Regions from separate parts of the Mus musculus genome. Here all the other regions are linked to region 1. The links are chromatin contacts, called in public HiCAR-type and promoter capture Hi-C maps. All regions are on one chromosome and are shown on one strand. Each heading gives the region's core, a stretch centred on a gene start, on an enhancer-like site or on the middle of the called end of the contact. The rest is flanking DNA. Distances are from core to core; before and after follow the strand shown. Region 1 holds the start of Mrps14 (mitochondrial ribosomal protein S14). Region 2 holds the start of Rasal2 (RAS protein activator like 2). Region 3 holds the start of Cryzl2 (crystallin zeta like 2). Region 4 has its middle 6.4 kb from the start of Gm15486. Region 5 overlaps Sec16b (SEC16 homolog B (S. cerevisiae)). Region 6 overlaps Prrc2c (proline-rich coiled-coil 2C).

The links. Promoter capture Hi-C pulls out the DNA fragments that hold promoters and counts their contacts. HiCAR-type assays count read pairs that join an accessible place to other places.
Region 2: a contact with region 1 is called in a promoter capture Hi-C map of pre-B cells, with 3 times the contacts expected there. The contact joins the promoter of Rasal2 here to the promoter of Mrps14 in region 1. A contact is called at or near these places in 4 of 39 promoter capture datasets (cranial neural crest, hippocampal neurons, liver and 1 more) and 1 of 115 datasets of contacts at active chromatin or transcription factors (astrocytes).
Region 3: a promoter capture Hi-C map of liver shows a contact between it and region 1, with 3 times the contacts expected there. The contact joins the promoter of Cryzl2 here to the promoter of Mrps14 in region 1. A contact is called at or near these places in 2 of 39 promoter capture datasets (liver and stem cell-derived epiblast-like cells) and 1 of 115 datasets of contacts at active chromatin or transcription factors (embryonic stem cells).
Region 4: a contact with region 1 is called in a promoter capture Hi-C map of hippocampal neurons, with 4 times the contacts expected there. The contact joins the enhancer-like site here to the promoter of Mrps14 in region 1. A contact is called at or near these places in 6 of 39 promoter capture datasets (the 3T3-L1 cell line, hippocampal neurons, liver and 1 more).
Region 5: a promoter capture Hi-C map of liver shows a contact between it and region 1, with 5 times the contacts expected there. The contact joins the enhancer-like site here to the promoter of Mrps14 in region 1. A contact is called at or near these places in 2 of 39 promoter capture datasets (hippocampal neurons and liver), 1 of 484 Hi-C or Micro-C datasets (the N1E-115 cell line) and 2 of 115 datasets of contacts at active chromatin or transcription factors (astrocytes and embryonic forebrain).
Region 6: a HiCAR-type map of astrocytes shows a contact between it and region 1, with 2.6 times the contacts expected there. The contact joins the enhancer-like site here to the promoter of Mrps14 in region 1. A contact is called at or near these places in 3 of 39 promoter capture datasets (the C10 cell line, liver and pre-B cells), 3 of 484 Hi-C or Micro-C datasets (the G1E-ER4 cell line, embryonic stem cells and pre-megakaryocyte-erythroid progenitors) and 3 of 115 datasets of contacts at active chromatin or transcription factors (astrocytes and embryonic stem cells).

What each region holds. Positions count from the first base shown.
Region 1 is chr1:160,193,320-160,196,896 of GRCm38.p6, reverse strand. It overlaps Mrps14 (mitochondrial ribosomal protein S14), which reads right to left and starts at 1,682. Exons shown (of 3, transcript NM_025474.4): 1 at 1,586-1,682. The coding sequence starts at 1,630.
Region 2 is chr1:157,410,853-157,414,429 of GRCm38.p6, reverse strand. Rasal2 (RAS protein activator like 2) reads left to right here and starts at 1,835. Exons shown (of 18, transcript NM_177644.5): 1 at 1,835-2,693. The coding sequence starts at 2,492. It overlaps 2810025M15Rik (RIKEN cDNA 2810025M15 gene), which reads right to left and starts at 2,078. Exons shown (of 3, transcript NR_027984.1): 1 at 1,305-2,078; 2 at 635-686.
Region 3 is chr1:157,457,041-157,460,617 of GRCm38.p6, reverse strand. It overlaps Cryzl2 (crystallin zeta like 2), which reads right to left and starts at 2,050. Exons shown (of 10, transcript NM_001033284.2): 1 at 1,973-2,050; 2 at 1,766-1,874. The coding sequence starts at 2,022.
Region 4 is chr1:157,516,352-157,519,928 of GRCm38.p6, reverse strand. It overlaps a transcript of Sec16b not described here. Among named protein-coding and RNA genes, the nearest start is that of Gm15486, 6.4 kb to the right of the region's middle. Within about 2 kb of position 1,573, at least 94 of the 459 cell types and tissues checked have an H3K27ac peak or open chromatin away from gene starts, as enhancers often do. A contact at or near this core is called in hippocampal neurons and liver, where this site is marked.
Region 5 is chr1:157,548,209-157,551,785 of GRCm38.p6, reverse strand. Sec16b (SEC16 homolog B (S. cerevisiae)) reads right to left here. Exons shown (of 26, transcript NM_001159986.1): 13 at 662-779. Among named protein-coding and RNA genes, the nearest start is that of Sec16b, 24 kb to the right of the region's middle. Within about 2 kb of position 1,850, at least 13 of the 459 cell types and tissues checked have an H3K27ac peak or open chromatin away from gene starts, as enhancers often do. A contact at or near this core is called in liver, where this site is marked.
Region 6 is chr1:162,726,407-162,729,983 of GRCm38.p6, reverse strand. The region is part of intron 1 of Prrc2c (proline-rich coiled-coil 2C); the gene reads left to right. Among named protein-coding and RNA genes, the nearest start is that of Prrc2c, 12 kb to the left of the region's middle. Within about 2 kb of position 1,818, at least 48 of the 459 cell types and tissues checked have an H3K27ac peak or open chromatin away from gene starts, as enhancers often do.

The DNA.
Region 1 (3,577 bases), core at 433-2,932:
AATGACTTTGAGCAGTTAAATTCTATTTGGCATGTCTGAGTGCACATGTGTGCTTGTGTATGGACGGGCATGTGTGGAGGGTGGACAAGGACAACGCTTCTGTGAGTCAGTTACCCCCCTACAACATGGGGCCTTAGATTGAACTGCACAGGCTTGGTGGCAAGCATTTTACCCACTGAGCCATCTCATGGGGGGAAGACTTAATAGTTTTAGGAAGTAACTTATGGCATTTATTTGTGTGTGCATGTGCATACCTCATGCATACTACAACTCAGGTGGAAATCTGGGGACAATTTGCAGGTGTATTCATTCTTCTTTCTTAAGTCACTGTTACCTTCTCCCACACCCTCAGGTTCTGATGACTTCAGTACCCTTAGTTATAAAATTAGAAGCAATCTGGAGAGAATTTCCAAACTCCCACTACCATACCTGTGCCCCCTCGGCAGTATTTGTACTACACTCTACACCCCTCTCATTGGTTATATGACACCTCTGTCCATTACAGTGGCCATGAACCATGGATACAGCTAATACGCACTGGAACTGTAAGCAGTACAAGTGGGGACATAATTCTTGGTATTAACTCGCTTAAAAGTTTGGTTTTGGTCCAACTGCAAAAGTTAGCATCCCAACTGCGATATATATATATTTTAAGTGTCAGATACACAGACTTTGAAACCTGCTTCCAACAGAAGAATGCAAATGTCACATAAGTCATTCTAATTTTGACTTGTTAGGATAAGGATAGACCTGACTAAAAATATCTATCAAAATTAACCGCACCTCCTTTTTAAACTTCAATATAAATATTAGAAAATATTTAAATTATCCTTGTGGTTTGCATTACAATTCTACTGGACGAAACTGCTATTCATGACTTAACCACATTCCTAAAATCAAAATTCATACACAGACTATATCACCTCTTGCCTGCAAAAAAAAGGCAGATCTCCAGCGATTCTTCCCTATTCTTTATATCAGTGTTCCCCCACTCTAATATACAGATATGACGCAATGTCACAGTAAAGAAAAAACAACCCAGGTCCACCCAGGTCTCCCTCTAGTTGACACCCCTCCCCAACAAAACTATCCAAGACTTCTCCAACGTCCTTTGCTGCTCGTTCCAGTTTCTATCCGCATCATAACACTCCCACTCCTTAACTCTACAGCCAATTCTCGGCCCTTCCTTTAACTAATTCTGCTTTAGCGGAATGGCCTGCTCCCCATTCGAAATTGTCACCACCTGCTTCCAAGCCACCACTGGCTGACAGCTAGTTCCCTACAGTCTCTTTGCATAATCGGAGCCTCTGAGGTCTCAATCATCCGACTCTCCCCTCTCTTCTCCACTCACACTCGGCTCCTTATAACCCGGAGTCATTCTCGCAGCTTTCACATGACGGATCACACCTGAATACCAAGCCCTCGACTGCTGCTCTGGGCTCTCCTAACCTAGCCAGGACGGGAAAGCAGATAGGAGCCTTGGGATCGGTCCTCCGTGCGCATTACAGGTGACAGGGTTACGAGGGACCCACAGGACACGGAAATCAGGGAAGGGGTAGGCTGGCGAGAAAGGCAGGGGCCTGACCTGCCGGAAGGTCCGCAGCAGCGAGCCTAGCACGGACGCCGCCATGTTGTCTGCCCAGCCAGCCAACCACCGCCGCAGTACAACACCGGAAACAGGTTCTGTGGAGGCGGGGCTTATGCCCCAAAGGGCGGGTCCAGGGCAGGATTTAGCCTATAGAGAGGGAGAGGGTAGGTGCGGGATTTGAAATAACTCTCGCGTTATTTCATAGATAAGCAAATCATCCATGCGGACCGCCCACTTAGGCAGTAGGAGAATAGTGAGCCTGCGCGATCTCTCCTGGCCCTTGCTGTTCCTCTGTCCCAGCCCCGCCCAGCCTGCGCCTGTGTTCTGCGCGTTGGCGCCACCCGGCGGAAGCTTGGCAGCATTTGTCACTCATCCTGCAGAACTGGCACTGGTCACATTTCTGCTGTAAAGAAGATGGTAGTGGCCCTGATAGAGTTTCTGCTTGCACGCCAAGGGTTTAAATATGTATTATATTATATATATTATATTTATTTTATTATATTATATCATATCTGTATTAAGGTTGTATAGGTTTTACGTTTTTGTCTCTGTGGGTTGGACGGCGGTAGTGGTGTGTGTGCATGTGCCTGCTGTTTTCCCTTTAGTACAGGGCACTTTCCTGCCATCTTCCTAGCCTGTCTCCTAGATGTGTTGATGGGTGCAGTGAGGAACAGCCCATTGGGCTCTTTACACAGGAAGCTCCCAGGAAGAAGGAGAGTTTTTTTCTTTAAGCGTTACAAGTTAGTGAACATTTCTAATGGGCTAGGGAAACTCTGACTGAAACCATTTGGCAGGATAAGACAACCAGGAGTCCCTGCCATCATACTAAGATCTAAAAAGTCCTAGACCAGCAAGCAGCATCAAACCCTGGTTAAAACTCATTCCCACTCACCCCCACGCCACACACAACATAATTGGGCATCATCTACAGTCATCTCAAGATATGGGTACACGGCAAACTCTTTTATTATGTTTCTGTTGTTTTAAGATGCCTGTTTGTTTTCATCGGGAGTTAGATAGGAAGGGAAGTGGGAAGATCTTGGAGGAGATGAGGGAGGGGAAATATGCTGTATAAAAATATTTCTTTTCAATTAAAAACAGGAAAAGTTTCACTAATGTGTTACAATTTCAGAAAGCCAAACTTCTGGAAGGGGCTTGAAAGTCAGAAAGATATGTTTATAGGCTATAGAGTAAGAAATGAGTTTTAGGGCCGGGCGTGGTGGCACTCGCCTTTAATTCCAGCACTCGGGAGGCAGAGGCAGGTGGATTTCTGAGTTCGAGGACAGCCTGGTCTACAAAGTGAGTTTCAGGACAGCCAGGGCTATACAGAGAAACCCTGTCTCAAAAAAACAACAAAACAAAACAAAAAAGAAATGAGTTTTAGGGCTGGAGGGATGGCTCAGCAGTTAAGAGCACCGGCTGCTCTTCCAGAGGTCCTGAGTTCAAATCCCAACAATCACTCAGTGGCTCACAACCATCCGTAAGGAGATCTTACGCCCTCTTCTGGAGTGTCTGAAGACAGCAACAGTGTACTTACATATAATAAATAAATAAACAAATCTTTTAAAAAGCGAGTTTTATACAATTAAACTATTGCACAGACCCATGAGTTGAATTCCTAAAAGGTCCAGAAAAAAATCAGAAAGATTAAAATTCAATGTGACCGTTTACATTCTCCCTCTATTCTTGAGTGTACTGAGAGACTTTATTTGGAGTCTTCTCACCCTGAGCTTCCATGCACAAGCAGATAGTATATGTTGCTAAACAAGCCAAGAAGCCTTCAACGTAAAACTGGCCCCAAGTTTCTCTGCAACTGCATTGAAGGTTACTTAGAGATCAAAGCATTTCTTGAGACAGGTGCCTGTCAGTATTATCCTCCAGCAACCCTACCTAGAAACTTGGTCTGGAGCTGGCACTAGATAACCACTGCTGTAGTCTCACTGAATGGATAGCTTCCTAGACACCAGTGCATGCTGCAGCCTTGTGAAG
Region 2 (3,577 bases), core at 586-3,085, 2.8 Mb after region 1:
ATACATATGAGTAGATACTTTGATTTGTACGGCTGGTGTCCATATTCACTTACTCTTTGAGACATCAACAATAATTCAATACAAATGGAAATCCTATGCCAAGGGTTTTCTCTCTCTCTCCTTCCCTCCCTCTACTGCAAAAGGACAATGTCCCTTCAGAGATCTTTACAAATTGGAGTTGAGTTGGGTATGGTGGCCAACACCTTTAATCCCAGCACTCGGGAGGCAGAGGCAGGCCTATTTCTTTGAGTTCAGAGCCAGCCTGGCCTACAAAGCATGTTCCAGGGCAGCCAGGGCTGGTACACAGAGGAACCCTGTCTTGAAACTAAACGGAAGGAAGGAAGGAAGGAAGGAAGGAAGGAAGGAAGGAAGGAAGGAAGGAAGGAAGGAAAGAAGGGAGAAAGAAAACACTAGATTTGTTTAGGGCTGGGTCCTGTAACTTCTAGCTTCCTTATCTCTCATTTATTAAAATTGGAGAGCTGACTGTAGTCAGATAGCAAGCAAGTGGGCTTCTATATACCGGGAGGGATTACTCTACTTCATTGCTAAGCACCAGATTAACAAATCTAATCACAGAGTTCTTGAAGGATCAGAGTTGAAGAAATCAGTATCACTGAGAGCTTGTAAGACGTACCTGTTGCATTGCTGGCTGCTTTGGCAGGTGATGTGGACTGTCCTGTCTGCACCTGTTAAACAAGAGGAAGGGTGAGAGGATCTTTAAAGTCACTTCTTGTTTTAACATGCTATTACTCTATGTAAAATTTGGGAGAAAATTATAAAATGCATGCTATAACTCCCATAAAACACAAAAACACATGAGAATTCCTAAAACCTAGAAAATTAGATTGACCTCTTATAGAAGGTCAAAGTAGAGAGAAATGAGGGCTGGGGTGGGCTGGGACACAACAAAAACCCTCCCCCAAATATTTTTTAGCATCATCTAATTATGAAAAATTCCTGATTGGTTTGAAGTAGCCATGTTCATAAATTGTTGAAAAACCTGATTTGTCAACATAATTTAAATTGGTAAATTTCTACCCGAAATTATTATTATTACTATTATTTATTTATTTATTTATTTATTTATTTACTTATGCCTAAAATCTCTGAAATCTGGATTGGTGAATCCCGCTTTGGGTGGGCACAAAACGAAGCCAATGTTAAGGAGGAAGACAGTTTACACATAGACCAAAAATAAAACCCAAGTGACACTGTTAGAAGAGAAGCCAACAGATTGCAAAGATCAAAGGCAAAAAAGAGAAGCTTGTTTGGTTAATGCTGGGGCTTTGGGGCATTTCATGTACTTGCGGGGCTCGTCCATCCATCCGCACCACACATCGTAGCCATGCTATTCTAAACTGATGATAAATCCAGCTCCAGGGCGGACAGGGCGCAAAGCCGGGATCTCGCACAGATCTCAGGATCCAAGACGCGGGGCCAGATCTCCCTTGTGGAGGAACCATGGCGTTTCTTCCGAGGTGACTGTTAGATAAAGCAGCGTCTTCATGTTCTTCGTCCGAGAAAGAAGCATTGGTCCAGAAATCAACAGGATAGGGGCTAAGATAAAAGGGAAGCGCCTTTCCCATCTTTTTAAATTTCCCGCACCCCGTTTTCTCTCCGCCTCCCCAACACCGTCTCTGCTTCCACCAGCAGCTCGAGGATCCCCGCACCGAGAGGCGGTCGGAGCAGGATAGTCTTAGGAAAGTAGGCGGGCCTGGCCCGCTGAGTATTTCGGTGCCCGATTTTTGCTGTCTTCGGCGGCAGTTCCTCCTCCGCTCGGTTACTGGATTGCACACGCGGCCGTGAGCTCGGCACTCGATTGCTTCGGCCTATCACCCTGGGATGCCGCCTGCCGCCGCCGCCAGCGCCGCGGCTGCCGGGCTTGTGGGTTTCTCAGAGGAGCGCGAGCCGGAGGAGCCCAAGCAGCGGCCGGAGCGGCGGCCTGAGAGTTAGCGGGCCGGCCTGCGCGTTCCGCGGGAGCAAGCCGACGCCAGGCGGACAGAAGCTGGGCCGGGGCGCGCCCCTCAGGCTGAGGGAGCCGGCGCTTTGAGCCCCCGAGGCGACGGCGGCGGGAGCCGGTCAGAGGGGGCGGCCCCTGGCGGCGACGCCCCCGAGCCCAGCCCTGCCTGGCCGAGCTCCATCCTCAGCCCAAGCCCGGGCGGCCCGCGAACGCGCCCGCGGGGGTTGAGCAGGGCTGCGTGGGGGCGGGAGGTGAGCCCGCGCTCCCGGGTGCTCCGCGTCCGCTCCGGACCCGCACCTGAGCCGGGACCCGCCTCCGCTCCGGACCACGCTGGACCCGCCTCCCGGCCCGGGTCCCACCCTCCGCTTGCAGGTGGGCTGCGGCGCCCGGCCTTCGGGCGGTGGGCGGCGGGGAAGGAGGTGAGCGGTGTCCGCGCCCGCAGCCGTTCGGGTGCTGGTGGCCGCGCCGTCGTCCCTTTCCCGCAGCCGGGAAGCCCGCCCCGCCGCCGCCGCCTGCTCCCTCTGGGACACCATGGAGCTGTCTCCGTCGTCCGGAGGAGCCGCGGAGGCGCTGTCGTGGCCGGAGATGTTCACGGGGCTGGAGTCCGACTCGCCGCTGCCCCCGGAGGATCTGGACGCGGTCGTCCCAGTCAGCGGAGCAGTGGCCGGTGGCATGCTGGATCGGATCCTTCTGGAGTCAGTGTGCCAGCAGCAGAGCTGGGTCCGGGTGTTCGGTAAGGATCACAAGTCGTCTGCCTCAGAGGCTGGCGTTTCTCATCTTTCCTTGGGCTCCGATGCATTCTTAGTCCCCCATCTATCCTAGGTCAGCTGTCCACATCTTTTTTTGGTTGTTGTTGTTGTTGTTGCAGAAAATGCTTTTTGACAAGTTTATCCAATATATAGCGCCTGGTTATGTGACTCAGTAGGCTCCTTTGGACCTCTTTAGATATCCACAGTAAGTTTATAGAGTTGAGCTATCTGGACGTAATTCTTAGGTGATTAATTAAAGGCACTTGCTGCTGAGTCCTCAGGAAGGTAGAATGGAACAAGGCACAAAACCAAGTGAATGGGATTTCATTTCCTTCCTGTTGTGTGAAGCAAGTGTTGAGAGAAAGATATGAAAAAGCTTAGTAGAAGATGAGCTAATGAATGAAAAACAAAACAAAACAAAATCGAGGGGTTGTGGGTGGGGGGCAGAGATGGGAGAGACACCCAGCCCTAGCCGTAGCCCTTGCACCAGCCCCAGTTCAAGTGTTTGGTAGCAGTAGATTTACCGACAGCTTTTCCTTGAACCGTACTCTCTGCTTGTCCTGAGTGTGTAGGTTGTTTCAGATTGCACTGCTGTTTCTGGTTTTCGTGGTTAAGCTACCCGGTTGTCACTCAGCAGGTTTAAAGTGATGAACACACTAAAGAAACTTTCCCTTTCTGCATTCCGAGTAACCATCTTTTAAATTAAACCTGAATGATGATTTTCTATTCAGGAAAGGCTGTGGCAACGTTAAACATGCTGTATGCATGGGTTAGCTGTGGCTTTCCAAAATATCAAGCTAGCAGAATGTTTCTGCTACACATGACCATAAAAGACATAGTAATGTGGTTGAATATAAGATGACCAATT
Region 3 (3,577 bases), core at 801-3,300, 2.7 Mb after region 1:
GGAAGAAGGGAGTCTAGCTCTGGCTCCTTCGCCTGCTTGCTGTGTGAGACTGAGTAACTGCTAGATCCTTGGACTTCCATTCACAGCTGCGACTGAACAATTGTTGGGAATTGGGCTGCCGACTGTAAGTCATCAATAAATTCCTTTACTATCTAGAGACTGTCCATAAGTTCTGTGACTCTAGAGAACCCTGACTAATACAGTCATCCAACCCCTAAAGGGGTCACAATCCATAGCTGAGAACCACTACTCTAGACCTTTTGAGGAGCCAGTGAGTTTCAAAAGGTGGTGGGTCCAGGACCATCATCACTGGCATCATCTGCGATTTGGTTAGAAATTCAAACTTCACCTTGTGTTGGGGTGAAGTTTGCCCTTAACGACAGCACTGAGAAGACAGAGATGGGCAGATTTCTATGAGTTCCAGGCCAGCTAGGGATACATAATGAGACTCTTGTCTTAAAAAAAAAAAAAAAAAAAAGAAGTTCCAACTTTGAGGCCACACCCCATACTGACTCATACATGGGAAGATAGGAGAGGCTCAGCAACCTGTCTGAACAGGCCCAGAGAACTCTGGTGCTCATCAGAGAATGCAGCCCACAAGGGTGGGGATCCCAAAAGGTGCCAGCTGGAATCCCAGATCAATGTGCTCTACGTGTTTACGTTTACTGGAGAGGTGGCGGGTTGGTTAGAAGCCATTCTTTATCTATCAAAATCATTCATTTCTCAGTTCTTTAAGTATGTGCCACATGCCAGGGCCCGTTGCAAACTCCAGGGATTTAAAGGCAAAGAAAAATAACATAAAAACACTCTCAGAAGCTAGCTCCTTACAATGCAAACAGCAAAACTGGGGAGCCCATGCCTCCGCATCCAAAAACTGGAGTACTTATTGACTGGTGGATAGCATGTCCACTGTCCTCAAGACACTCCACCTTGGTTTAAAAACAACTTAGCCAAGAGTAGGGAGGCATTTCTGCACTCCGGAGACTGACACAAGAAGACTGTAAGTTCAGTTCCAGCCTGGATGACATGGTGTTATCCCAGAAATGAATGACTCAAGATGAGGGAAGTTGAATGGCTGTGATCACCCTCTCTTCCAATAATCTGTTTTAACCACAGGCCCCATTTGGGTGACCTTTACAACTGTAGCTGCATCTCTGCCTCTCATGAGCGACCCCTAACATGAAGATACTCTTGCGTACTCCACCCTGTTTCAAATTGTCATTCTCTACTACATATGTGTCACACGCTGTCACCAAAGTGGTCAACAGGCAAGGCCAAGGTGACTTCCACATTTCCTGGCAGGAAAAGGATCTCATCCCAAATTACAGCAGGACATAAGAGGAGCCCAGGCTTGTATTCTTCATGAGATAGATTGGGATGGGGGCAATGGTTCGGGGACCCGTACATAATTTGATACTGACCCTGAAGAGGGGCTAAGCAAAGGATAAGGGTCCTTTTGTCTGTATTGTTATGTAAAGTCCTGTGTAAATCAGACACAGTTTCTAAGGCAACGGCTCTGGAGCTCTCTGAGAGGCCTATGCTTGAGATTTGAGGGAGGGCTTCCTTGACATTTCTAGCCTTTCCGTGAACCTTGAAAGGGCTTGACCTTCCAACCTAAAGTGGGTGCGCTCCAGCCTCTGGTCGCCCCCTACGCTTGGGAACTAGGATTTTGACCGAAGCAGGAAGCCCACGAGTGCTGGGCCGAGAAAGTCAGAGGCTCTGAACTATACAAGGAGGCATCCCGGGGTCAAGCTTGTCACCCTACCTCCTGTGGCCCGACGGGGCGGGGAGCCACCTCTTGAATGGTCAGGGGCTGCTTCAACTCGGTGCAGAGTGCAGCTCGGTAGTGCCGGCCTTGGCCCTGCCAGGCTTGCCTGCAACAAAGAAAAGGGAGCTGGTTTTCTCAGCAGTACCCCTGGGGTCTGTAAGGGGGCCGGGGGGGGGGCGGGGGGGGGGGGAGTTGGGCTTGCACCTGCAGAGCCACACCGGAGGGAGGCAACGCGTACACAGCCTTGCTGCCATGGCCAGCTGAAGTCGCGAGGGGCGTGGCCAGCATGTGGCAGGAAGAGCTCTGGGGAGAGCGGAAAGGCGTCCCAGGACGTGCCTGCTCTGGCCGGGTGACCTGACCGGCAGGCGGAGCTCTTGTCTGTCTGTGCAGGGGACTGTCAGCCCCACACCACTTCTAGGGTTAGACCAAACAGTGTGTGCAACCCTTGATCTCTTCGCTGGTTCTGGAAAACAAAAAGGAAGCATGAGGGAAATGATTCGATCACCCCAGATTAAGAGTCTTTGAGACAGGGTCTCATTAGGTAGCTCTCACAGTGTTGACCAGGCTGGCCTAGAACATGTCATCTTCCTGCCTCTTGTTTCCTGAGTGCTGGAACTACAGGGTGTGCCTGGAAGACTATTAAATCTGTGTTTGGTAACATTTCAGTAGTAGTTCTGGGGTTCTTTCTAAGAAAGAAGTCCAAAATGCACAGGTGAATCCTTTGATGTCTACATTTGAACTGCTAGAGTTCTTGCCACTAATTTTCTCACACAGGACTAATTATGATAAAAAAAACTAAACTGTTACCAATAGTCTGGTGTTAACTGATCCTGAACAAATCCAAAGAGAATATCCAATTAAAGACAAGCCAGCTGGGCACACGCCTGTAATCCCAGGGCCCAGGAGACAGAGACAAGAAAACTGAACATTCGAATCAGCCAGAGCTACATTGTAAGACCTGTCTCCGATAAAAATAAAAATAAATTAACATGATGACACATGCCTTTAATCCCATCACTCAGAAGGCAAAGATAGGTAAATCTTGGTAAATTTGAGGCCAACTTAGTCTACATAGCCAGTTCCTGGCCAGCCAGGACTACATAGAGAAACCCTGTCTTAAAATATTAGTTAGTAAAAAAATAAATAAAAAGTCAGCCCAAAACTTAATGACTCTCATGCTCCAAAGGTTTACCCCTTGGTAAATGTGATTCAGTGATGACATAAGCCTTAGGGGCACAGGTATGCCCTAGAAGAACCAAAAATAATACTACTGTCTATATGAAATAGTATATAAAATTGCTTTGGCATTGGCAAGATAACTGAGTGGGTAAGGGTGCTTGCTATCAAGGTTGATAAGCTAAATTCAACCCCCAGACGTCACATGGTAGAAAGAGAGACCCTACTCCCAAAAATTGTCCTTTAACCTCCAAATGCTGACCTTACACATGAACCATGTACATGTATGTACACACACACACACACACACACACGTTAGTATTAGATGTAGATCTATCTGACCTATTTAAAACAGCAAGTGACTATACGCCAGCAATGTATGTGAGGTACATGCTATGCTGGAAAGAATGGAAGACTATATCATTGGATAAATAGATTTAACGACAGCATGGCATCTTTGGAAGACATCTGGCCAGAGGGTATAGGCCACAGGTTGAAATCCAGTTCTACCACCTCTTTGGCCACCTCCCTAATGGTTCTCGCCCTCAATTAACTCTTCCATAAGAGAAGGCATTGAGCAGGAACGAACAGCAATTGAATGGAGGAAACTGTAAAGCGAAAAGGAAGGATGCA
Region 4 (3,577 bases), core at 324-2,823, 2.7 Mb after region 1:
TTAAAACTCAGTCCAGGTGGGGGAGACTGGATAGTTTCCTTACGTGTTTTTTTATTTCCCCAGCAGTATCTGGGGTACTGTGTCTCTTTCTAGTGACACTAAGAATTAATCAAAGAGTGCAGGGCCCCTAAAGCCAATCTTACAGGTCAGCTATCTTTATAGCCTTAACCAGTTATTGATCAACAAAGTCCTCAGCCTTCCTTTGGATGAAGCTGGGTAACAGGAAAGACACAGAAGTATGCTCTGGCCAAGAGTTCCAATTATAGAGATGTGGGGTGCCAGAAAAAAAGGGGTGCCTGTGCCAAAGTCAATTAGCCTGGCACAGATAATCTAAGTCACCAGTACCGGCCCTGGGACTTCCTGAAGGCTTAGAAATAGAAGTTGGCACAATCTATAGGCCACTAGACCATAGTGCCCTATAGATAATCTTGACAATGGATTCCTTTTGTTGCCATTTGTCTGGCCTCCCACAGACCTGTTCTTCCTGCATCCTGAACTGCAACCGATAACTAAAGAGACACCCCATCATTCAAGAAGGACTCCAAGCTTCCTTGGCAGCCCTGGGCTGGCAGAGGGGTCCTACTTCTCAGCCACTCGGCCTCCCATTTAACTGGTACTCTCAGAGTCAGGATGAGTGCACCCATAGAGGGTTGTGTCTGTGACTTTAGGCCCCATGTCAAGTGCCAAGGGGCAAAGAAGACTCACACAGCAGCTACGGGAAATAAAAGTCTTTAGCGTTCTCAGGGTATTCTCTCTGCTGCAGATCAATGGCTGTCAACGCCTCAGAAGAGAAGCACACCTCAGTCCTGGAATAACTGTCTGAACAGGAGACCCTGTTCTACCATCTGTTCACTATATAAACCTGTTAGTAACATCCATATCATAACATTTCTTCATCTGCAGAGATGATCACAGAACCCTACCTTACAGAATTATGATGAAGATAAAAAAAATCATATCTAAAACTTACAAATAATTTAAATATAGTAAATGCTCCATAGGTGTTAATAATTGCTACTTCTCTAGATGTACGAGAAAATGCACCCACAAAGTATTCTACACACATCACCAGGAAGAGACTTGAATATTTATTACTGCTGTGAAATCAACAAATCCTCCTTGACACTCAATGCAGTGCCTGCATTGACCCAGGACTTAGAGGAAATGGAGAAACAGTATCACTTGACTACACAGGGGAAAACGCCAATGGATTAAGGTGAGAACATCAGCATTCACAACTTTAAGAAGTGTGGTCCAGTGCTTCCCGCACAGGAGGCTGGTTGCTCCAGGAACAGGGCAGGATGCCACAGGATGATCATGAAGCATGATTTTCTTTCTTTTATAAGCTATTTTCAATAGAATTTTAATTTAACATCAGCACAAACATTCTGAAGGGAAGTTCAAATTTGCAGTCATTTTTTTTTTTTTGAAGACAAGCATGAGATGTCAAAAAAATTTTCCACATTGGCTATGAGACAGATAAACAGACACATATTCTGCACCCCCACACTGAGTCATTCCTCGCCACGCAGTGGGGAAGTCTGAGAGACATATTCTGAACAAGAGCAGACATTCAAGCACTCAGAGCCAATGAGCTGGAAAGAGCCTCTGGAAGGATTCCAGGCCTGCAGGTGAAGCCATGACCGTGCCAGGAAAGCTCAAGCCAAGGCCCCTGCTGATATACAGTTCTTTCATTTACAGACCTAAAGCTTTCTGAGCTCTCTACTGCTGGATAAAATTCTGTATTATATAAGACCCGGAGCACCCAGCCACTGCACTGCACCAACTCACTAACCATGTTTGGAGAGTCTGAAAGTTTTGGTTTTCCTGGAACACGTGGTATTTCTTCTCTGAGGAAAGGAGGTCCTCAGGGACCTCATAGTAGTATACACCAATATTCTAAAGCTCAGATGTCCTTCCTAAGGGATAACACACACACACATGCACACATGCATGCGTGCGCCTTAGAATCCCATCTCAGTCGTTTTAAGACAGGGGATACCCACCATGCAGCTCAGCAGCCTTTCCTTCTCCAAATCACACAGCCCCAGCCTTATTCATCAAATTTCCCATCTTTAAATCTTTGTGGAGAGTATCAAAGTTCCAAAGAAAACTGAAAATTGATGCGACTGGAGCAGGATGTCAAGCCACTTGAAGAGGACTAGAACTTAGTTGCTAGCACCCACGTTGAGCACTCACATTCATCTCCAACTCCAGGACATCCAGCCTACTCTTCTGGCCTCCAGGGGCCCCTGCACACAAGGGTAGGTGCAAGCACACACACACACACTCACACATACACTCACACACACACATGTTTGTATGCACATAAATTAAAATAAATCTTTCAAAAAAAGGGAATTGAAACTAAGCTTTAATTTTTTTTCCTCAGTTATTTCTCAGCCATGCACATTTGAGAGGGCGAAAAAAAATCACTCAGTTGTTATAATGTTCCAGATCCTTCATCTTGAATATGAAATCCTTAAAGGGCTGTTATGTGACTGAAATGAAATACCACACGGATAAGTACCTGTTAAGTATGAAGGTGAGTTTGGAATAAATGTTTGCCTTTCATCCAGGTTATTTTATATTCTATAAAGGTGTGACAAGCTAAGCCACATACACACAGGTGATACTTGGTCGGGCATCACAGTGGAGAGCTCTTCGAACTTGAAATTAGATTTGCATTCCAGCACTTCTGGGGATTAGCTGTGAGACAAGTAACTTAACATCCCAGGCAAAGGAGCCTTCTTAAAGGATACTGTATCTTGTTCCAGATACCCTTGTAAGACCGTGGTAGGATAAGTGAGAGAAAGCACTGTTTGAGGTTTAACTAAAAATTTAAAAAACAAATATAAGGTCTAACAGGTGTGGTCTAGCTGTTGGCCACAGGCCACATGAGTCTGAGAGTGGTAACTAACATAGTCCAAGACATTTGTAGATCCCCGGTGTGTAGCAACTGTTAAAAAGTTAAACTCCCCTTGCTAGAAGCACTTAGGAAAGTAACTGTAGTAAGTGTTCAGCACAAGTTGTTACTAAAAGAGTACAGATGCCAACAATTGGGAGATGAGACCTCATGACATTAAAAAGCTTCTGCACAGAGCCGGTGAGACATGGCCAAGTGGGCCAGGGTACAAACCATAAAGCATAAAGAGCTGAATTCAGTCCCCAGACCCACAGGGCAGAAGTAAGGAACCGACTCCCACAAGTTGTCCTCTGACCACTGCACAATCACTGTGGTACATACATACACACACATACATACACACACACACACACACACACACACACACACACACATATACATACATACATACATACATACATACATACATACATACATACATACACTAAAGTGATTTTTAAATTTTTAAAACTTTTATACAGCAAAAGAAGCTATGAAGTAAAGAGGCACCCTCACAAAATGGAATGAAGTCCTTGCCTGCTGTACATCCAACAGAGAACTGATATACAGAATAAGAACTCTTAAAAAAAAAAAGTAAACAAACAAAAACAATAATTGAAGAATGTACCATAGTTGTAAACAGATCTTTTTTAAAAGAAATACAAATGGCTA
Region 5 (3,577 bases), core at 601-3,100, 2.6 Mb after region 1:
GGTCCCCTTTCAAGCAGACAGCTGGGTCACAACCTTACAGAGGGCTGCTTCAAATTCAGAAGAGCAGTTGTTCACAGCGTTCCACAAAGAACACCATGGTTTCTAAAAGTTAGACCAAATTTGTGAAGTAGAGATCTGGATATCCTGTAGACATTCCACACTTGTAAGGCCCTGTTCTCAGACAGATAATAGAAATAAAGACAGAAAGCTACCAAGGTGGTTTAGGCAAAAGCAGCATTTCCCATCTGAAGTCCCCGAGGCAAGAGGAAGTGGCACGCCCCTGTGTTAGCTCAAGGTAAAGGCACCTCACCTGTAAGTAGAAAGTGAAGAGGAGGCTATATAGCAATGGAAACACAACGCTCCCAGTGGGAATTCTGGGAAACAGATATGGAAAAACAAACAAACACACAAACATAGCAAAAGCAGATGAAGGTACCTTTCCCTGGGGTTTCTTAACCAGGAGGCTAACAGCGGCAAGATTACAGTTATAAAGTAACAACTAAATAGTTTTATGGTTGGGGTTGGGGTGGGGGTCACCACAGCATGAGGAACTGTATCAAAGGTGCTAGCATTAGGAAAGTTGAGAAACACTAGGAAACACTAAACTAATGTCAGACATGGAAAGTTGCCCCAGGGAAGGCGTAAGCCAATTTCTGCTTACCCAGGGTATCCCCCATGCTGACAATCGCTCGCTGGTACAACTCTGTATCTCCAGCCTGATTTGACAGGATCACAGCCAAGTGGGGCCGCCAGTCTCCCCACTGTTTGTCTCCACAAACCTGAAAAATAATAACGAATTACAGAATCATTTACCACAAACCAGGGTGTAGTTAAGAAGGCTGCTGTTTATTCGTAGGTATGGAGTTCAAGGAATGTCTGCTATGCTATTGATGCTATTATTCAGTGTGTGTGATGCTAATACTCATTGATTCGGAGTTCCATCTGCCTGAAGCAGCAGGTGTGTGGCACAGAACAAGTTGGCGGCCCACACCTGTAAACCTAGCACTCGGGAGGCTAAGAGGGCATCACGAGTTTGAGGCCTGTCTGGACCAGAATGAGACCCTGTCTCAAAATACAAATAAAAAGAGCCAGGTGCTGGTGGCACCGCACGCCTTTAATCCCAGCCCTTGGGAGGCAGAGGCAGGCGGATTTCTGAGTTCAAGGCCAGCCTGGTCTACAGAGTGAGTTCCAGGACAGCCAGAGCTACACAGAGAAACCCTGTCTTGAAAAAGCCAAAAAATAAAAAAATAATAAATAATAAAGAGAGGGAAAATAATATATACATACACACGCACACACACACAGAATCACCCACACACCCACACATACAGAGACACAAAAATACATACACATATATACACTCGCACACAGACACACATAGAAACATAGAAACAGATACACAGGCATATATACATACAGACACATACACACAGAGACACAAAAACATACATACAGACATACAAACACACATATAAAAAAACACAGACATACACACATATACCCTTACACACATAAACACATACATACACACAGACAGACACACAGAGAGGGACACACACACACAGATACACATACACAGATACAAACACATACCCACACATACAGAAACATAGACACAAAAGCTCACAAACACATACAAGCCCATACACATGTATATCACACACAGATACACACTAGTTATAAAAGTGATAAATAAGGTGGAATTATTAGTTTACTGATTTTCCAATTTCTTCTCTGTGCCTTCACTTCAATTATCTAGAGACAACGTCCTCCCCACACCCTGCTGTCCCCACTGCAAAACAACTCAGGTTTTAGTGAGAAAAGGGAAGTGAAAGATTGATCTCCCTTGCCCATGCTAACCCTGTACAAAGGTCAGGGATTCGGGTTGCTCAGTATCTTACAAGTGGCTAGTGTGTCCTGGTCTTATAAGGCCCTTCCACACATGGCAACCTTCATGATGCTGCTGTGAAATGGCTTCCTATTACCACTTAAGGAATGAGAAAATCAAGCCAACTTTCAATTCCCCTCTCAGCCTGGTGACAGTGCAGTGGCCGTGGACTCCACCATGCATCGGGAGAAAGTCATCAGCCCTGTATAACTGAGGCGACCCACACACAGCGCTTGCCTTGGGTTCAGATTTCACATGCCTTTGACCCATTTGGAGTTAGTTTTTGTGTAAGGAGATAGACACTGGTCCAATCTCATTCTTCTGCATGTGGGCATCCAGTTTTCCCACTGCCACTTGTTGACGATGCTTCCTTTTCTCCAGCTTATGTCTTTGGCATTTGTGTCAAATATGAAGGGCTGTAGTTAGCTGTGCTCATGTTTGGGTCTTTGATCTTGGTCCATTGTCTTAGATGTCTGTTTTTGTGCCAGTACCGTATTCTTTGTACTACTGTGGCTCTGTAACATACCTTAATATCTGGAAAGGTGAGCCCTTCAACATTGTTCTTTTTGCTCAGGTTGCTTTGCCTATCTGGTGTATTTTGTGTTTCCATATGAATTTTAGGATCGTGTCTTCTATTTTTGCAAAGAATGAGGTGGAGATTTTTACGTGGATTGAATTAAAATGTGAACGGCTTTTGGTAGCTTAGTCATTTTTGTGATATCAATTTTATTAATCCTTGGACATGGAATATATTTCCATTTTTAATATCTTTCTCTTTCTTTGGGTGTTTTAAGTTATTCCACCCAAGTCCTGTCTCATGCTAGTAGTGTGAACTTGAGCAAGTCTTTAATTGCACTGAACCTTTGTTTCCTCGTCTCTAGAACAGAGATCATCATTTGTACCTGAGAAGATTCCCAGCGACAATAAAATGAGACAATTATATGAAGCACACAGCACAGTTCTTCACACTTGGTTTGCACCTTATAAATTTCACAATAGGCATGAACACACATTTGTGTGTATACATTTATATATACACACACACAACCTCAGTAGAAGAAAGGTAATTTGCAAACAGTCTACATCAATCCTGTTACACAGAGGGAGAGTGAAATTGACAGTAATTGCTAACACTTAGAATTCCCAACTATTTGTAATTATTTAGTGTTTATAATCATCACAAGGAATAAAGGATGCTTTATCCAACTCCATGTGATATTTGCTCCCTATCTATCTCAACAGTATATATCATAATGGTGGTCATAAGAAGTCATCAGAGTAATAGTTTTACTTAATGACAGTGGCTTAGACCATGAGCCACACCCTTGGCTAAACATTTCTCCTGCCAACAATCACACACCACAAGGACACTGCTATCCTCGCTTAAACATATAAGCCAGGCCATTTCTTGCTGGATCTTCAAGAATATAACAGAAGGGGAAGTTTTCTTACAAAAAGGAAATAATCTTGGAAGTCATCCTGTTTCCTCCCTGGTTTGGAGAAAGACACGGGTAGTATAAAGCCAATTGAGAAAGAGAGATGGGGAGAGGGAGAAGAAGAGAGATAGAGAGGCAGAAAGACAAATAGACAGTAACAGCAGAGAGAGAGAGAGACAGAGAGAGAGAGAGAGGACTCATTGACTAATTTTCTTGATGGGATGGGAATGCAAGCATGGTGGGTTCAGATATT
Region 6 (3,577 bases), core at 569-3,068, 2.5 Mb before region 1:
TCATAAAGTGGGTTTCCACTTTTTTGTATTTAGGGGGTATTAAGCCTGGCACTTGAGTAATGCTTCACAAACAGAAGATTGAAGAATTAAATAACTTTCTAGAAGGTTTATATTTTGTGAATACCTTGAAACTAGGATGGCTTGGGGTGCTGAATGTTTGGTCATAATTAAATTTGACATTTTAATTAAAATTGTAGTAATAAAATACTGTCTTCTAGACTTAATACACCAGTCATTCCCTGCCCCCAATATAACTAGGTGGCTTAAACAGCAGAAATGTATTTCTCAAAGCAATGGAGACTGGAAGCCTAAGTTGCTAGCATGGTTTGTCTTTGTCTTGCTTCCCTTCTTACACATGAGCGCTTTCCATTGTTCTCCCACAACAGAGTGAGCTCTCTTGTCCCTTGAAATGCTGACCTGTTCATGACTTTTATGTCATCATCTGCGTTTCTAAATACCATCACCTCTGGGTTAGGGCTTCATAATTTCAGGTTACACAAATTCCTCTTATAATCTGTGGTGCTTTTTATGTTATTTCACTTGAAAATGACATTTTCTGTGTAGGTGCGCATGTTTATTTAATGGAGGCTCACTCAGTGCTCATAATGATTTGGTGTTCTAGATTGTAGTACATTGTGAGGAAGAAAGCATCAGCCATGTACAGTCTCTTTAACTTTAAATAACGTGTTACCTCATTTTAAATGTTTATCTCCTTAATGAAAATTGTTGTAATAAAATTATCTTGGACACTTCTTTTGAGGCACACCTGAATTAATATTGATACCATTGTTTTCAAGCTTTATAGGGTTTTTTTTTGGGCAATTTTCTTAATTTATAAATTTTAATGATTTAGACTTTTAAGTACTTCTGAGACCCAGTCTGGTAATTTTATATTTTGCATGCCAAAACCTTAGCTTTTTGAAAGGTGGGTCCCAAAATACATTGCTAAATTAGAATATAGTTCAATAATGTTTATAAGTGTGAGAATCTAATACCAAAGTTTAGTGGTGTTTAAGACTAGAGATAAGAGAAAATACTCTTAGAAATTGGGGGAGAAGAACTTATTTGTGGAGAAGGTGTCACCTTTTTTAAGTCCTTACAATTTTTTAAGAGAGGAATAAGCTTTTCCAAAGGCCAGCTTCAACATCTCAGGTGCTGAGGCTGGGTGTGTACTCTGCAACTCAGTCTTTTCTCTGGGGGAGCAAGACTTAATTCTCTGTGGCCAATGAAGAGGGGGAAACATACACACACTTGGTGGATGAAGCAAGGCTCTAACAACTTTGCTTTTTCTCTTACTCCTTTATATATCACCTAAGACAAAAATTCTCAACATAAGATCACCTTATAGCTACAAGTTACATATTCTCAAAAAAAAAAAAAAAATCACCAGAAAAACGTATTCTTCAAAAACAGATTAAAATCATTACACTGAGGGGAATTGCATGATGACTGACTATATATTCTTTTGAAACCCAAACCTTACTGAACATTTTCCATCTATCTTTGCACAAATTCATCTTAACCCAAAGCAATAATTCTTTTGTCGTTGATTAACAATTTTAAACATGCCAGCTCTATTGTAGCTAATTTTTCTGTTAGCTGACAACAGTTTCATTTACCAAGAAACCAATTTTTTTTACATATTTTTTTTGAAGCCTTACATAGCTAGACTATCATCTGTTCTACCTTCCCATGGTGCACACTAAAACCTGTGACCACATCCTTAGATCACAAGATTAACGAACTCAACCTAGAACAAGTGAATGTTTTCTTTGCGTATTAACTTGTCTCAAACCTCTGTTCCTTTCTCAAGTCCCACTCTGCGCTCGCAGGGCTTGAGAGGTCACGGGGCTCCCTTTCTAGCCTAGACAGCCCTCACTGCTCTGCAGAGAAGGGCACAGTCTGTCTACTGTTGGTTCTTTGATTCATCTTCCTGGCAAAGCAACTGAAACCATCTCCTGAGTCTTTATCAACCACACCAAATTCCTAAAACGATTTAAATCAAGTCAGGAATTCTGTAAAATCAGTTCATTTAAACACCATTATTTTATAGACGTTCATCTTCATATTGATCTGCAGAAAATTTGCTCAGTAGATTGGGCTATCTTCCTGAAGTGGTCACATCAGACCACAGGCAGTGAGGGTCTCCCCGTGCCCATTAATACCATGCTAGGTACAGGATGATTATAGCAATGATAAGCAGGAGAAGGCACAGCAGAAGCAAGAAGCAATTTGGTGATACCCCCCCCCCGGGGGGGGGTGCTGCTTTGCCTCTCTAAGGTACACCCATCACAGTTTTGCAAAACTGGACTATTTCCAGGTCCCTCACTTGCTCACCACTGCTCCTCCAGATGGTGTCCACCAACACTTATTTTTCTAGAAAGTTAAAAGATGGTAGAGAATGTCCATATTTCTTTATCCAGGTGTCCTGCCTTTAACTGTTTTACCTTATTTTCTTTGTCTTCTGTGTAAACATTTACTTCTGCACACACTGACACAGTTTTTATGTGTTTGGTTTTTAATATCTAGGTCTAAACACTGTAGTCTCTGAAAATCATATTCTTATGTCAATAATTTTCTGAGAGTAGTTCTTGAATTTGATTTAGTAAAAAGCTTGATTCTTTGTACATAACTCAGTATTGTTGCTGACAGACACTCTGGGGGTGGTTGCTGAAGTCACCAGTCTCCTTCGCTTTCCTCTCTCATTCCTTTCTGTTAGTGCTGTTGTAACATGCCTGAGACAACCTCCCAGTTGTAGTGGCTGCTAAGAACCAGAGGTTCTGCATTCAAATGCCACTTGAACACTGTCTTCACTTGAAGTAATGGTAGAAAGACAAAAGATGGTCACTGGTTAGTTAGCTTTCTGACTTCACATTTGCTTTTTATACCTTTGCAATCTCAAATTTCTAAGCTCTTATCTCTGCTTAGTGCATGAGGACAATATATTTCCTGGTCACAATTTCTTTGGTATATGGTAAGCACTGAGTAAGTGTACGACTGTAGGGTTAAAACATTTGCTATTGAAGCTCTGTCTAGAAACTTATATGATATTTTAGTATATCAGCAATTAAAAACTGTCTCAAAGATTGTAGTTTGAAGGAATTTGGGTTTTTTGTTTTTTTAATTTATATTTTGACAAACTGCTCCCCAAATTTCATTTATATCTTTTGGAAACCAGCTACTTTCTTTAAAAACATCCGTTCCCCCTATATACCCCATCTTTTGCCTTATAAAATTTTATGCAAAATGTTTGTTTATTTTTGGCCAAAATCTGTTAGAAAATAATATACAGTTGTACAAAATCTAGAAAATACATATGCACCATATCTAATTTCAGTGGAAAATGCCATTTTTACTGGGTTTTCTCAGTCAGAATCTCTCATTTTTCAGACAGAATGATTATTTCTTAATGCTAAAAGCAGGGTTGGGGTGGGCGGCAGTTATTTTAAAAATGTTTTTACAATTGAGTTCTTCAGGTATTTAGGGACCTTAGTGTGAATGATCGTGTATTATTCTTAATATTATACAACTATAGAGGCCTTCTTAAAAATATTTGTATTGCCAGGCAGTGATGGCG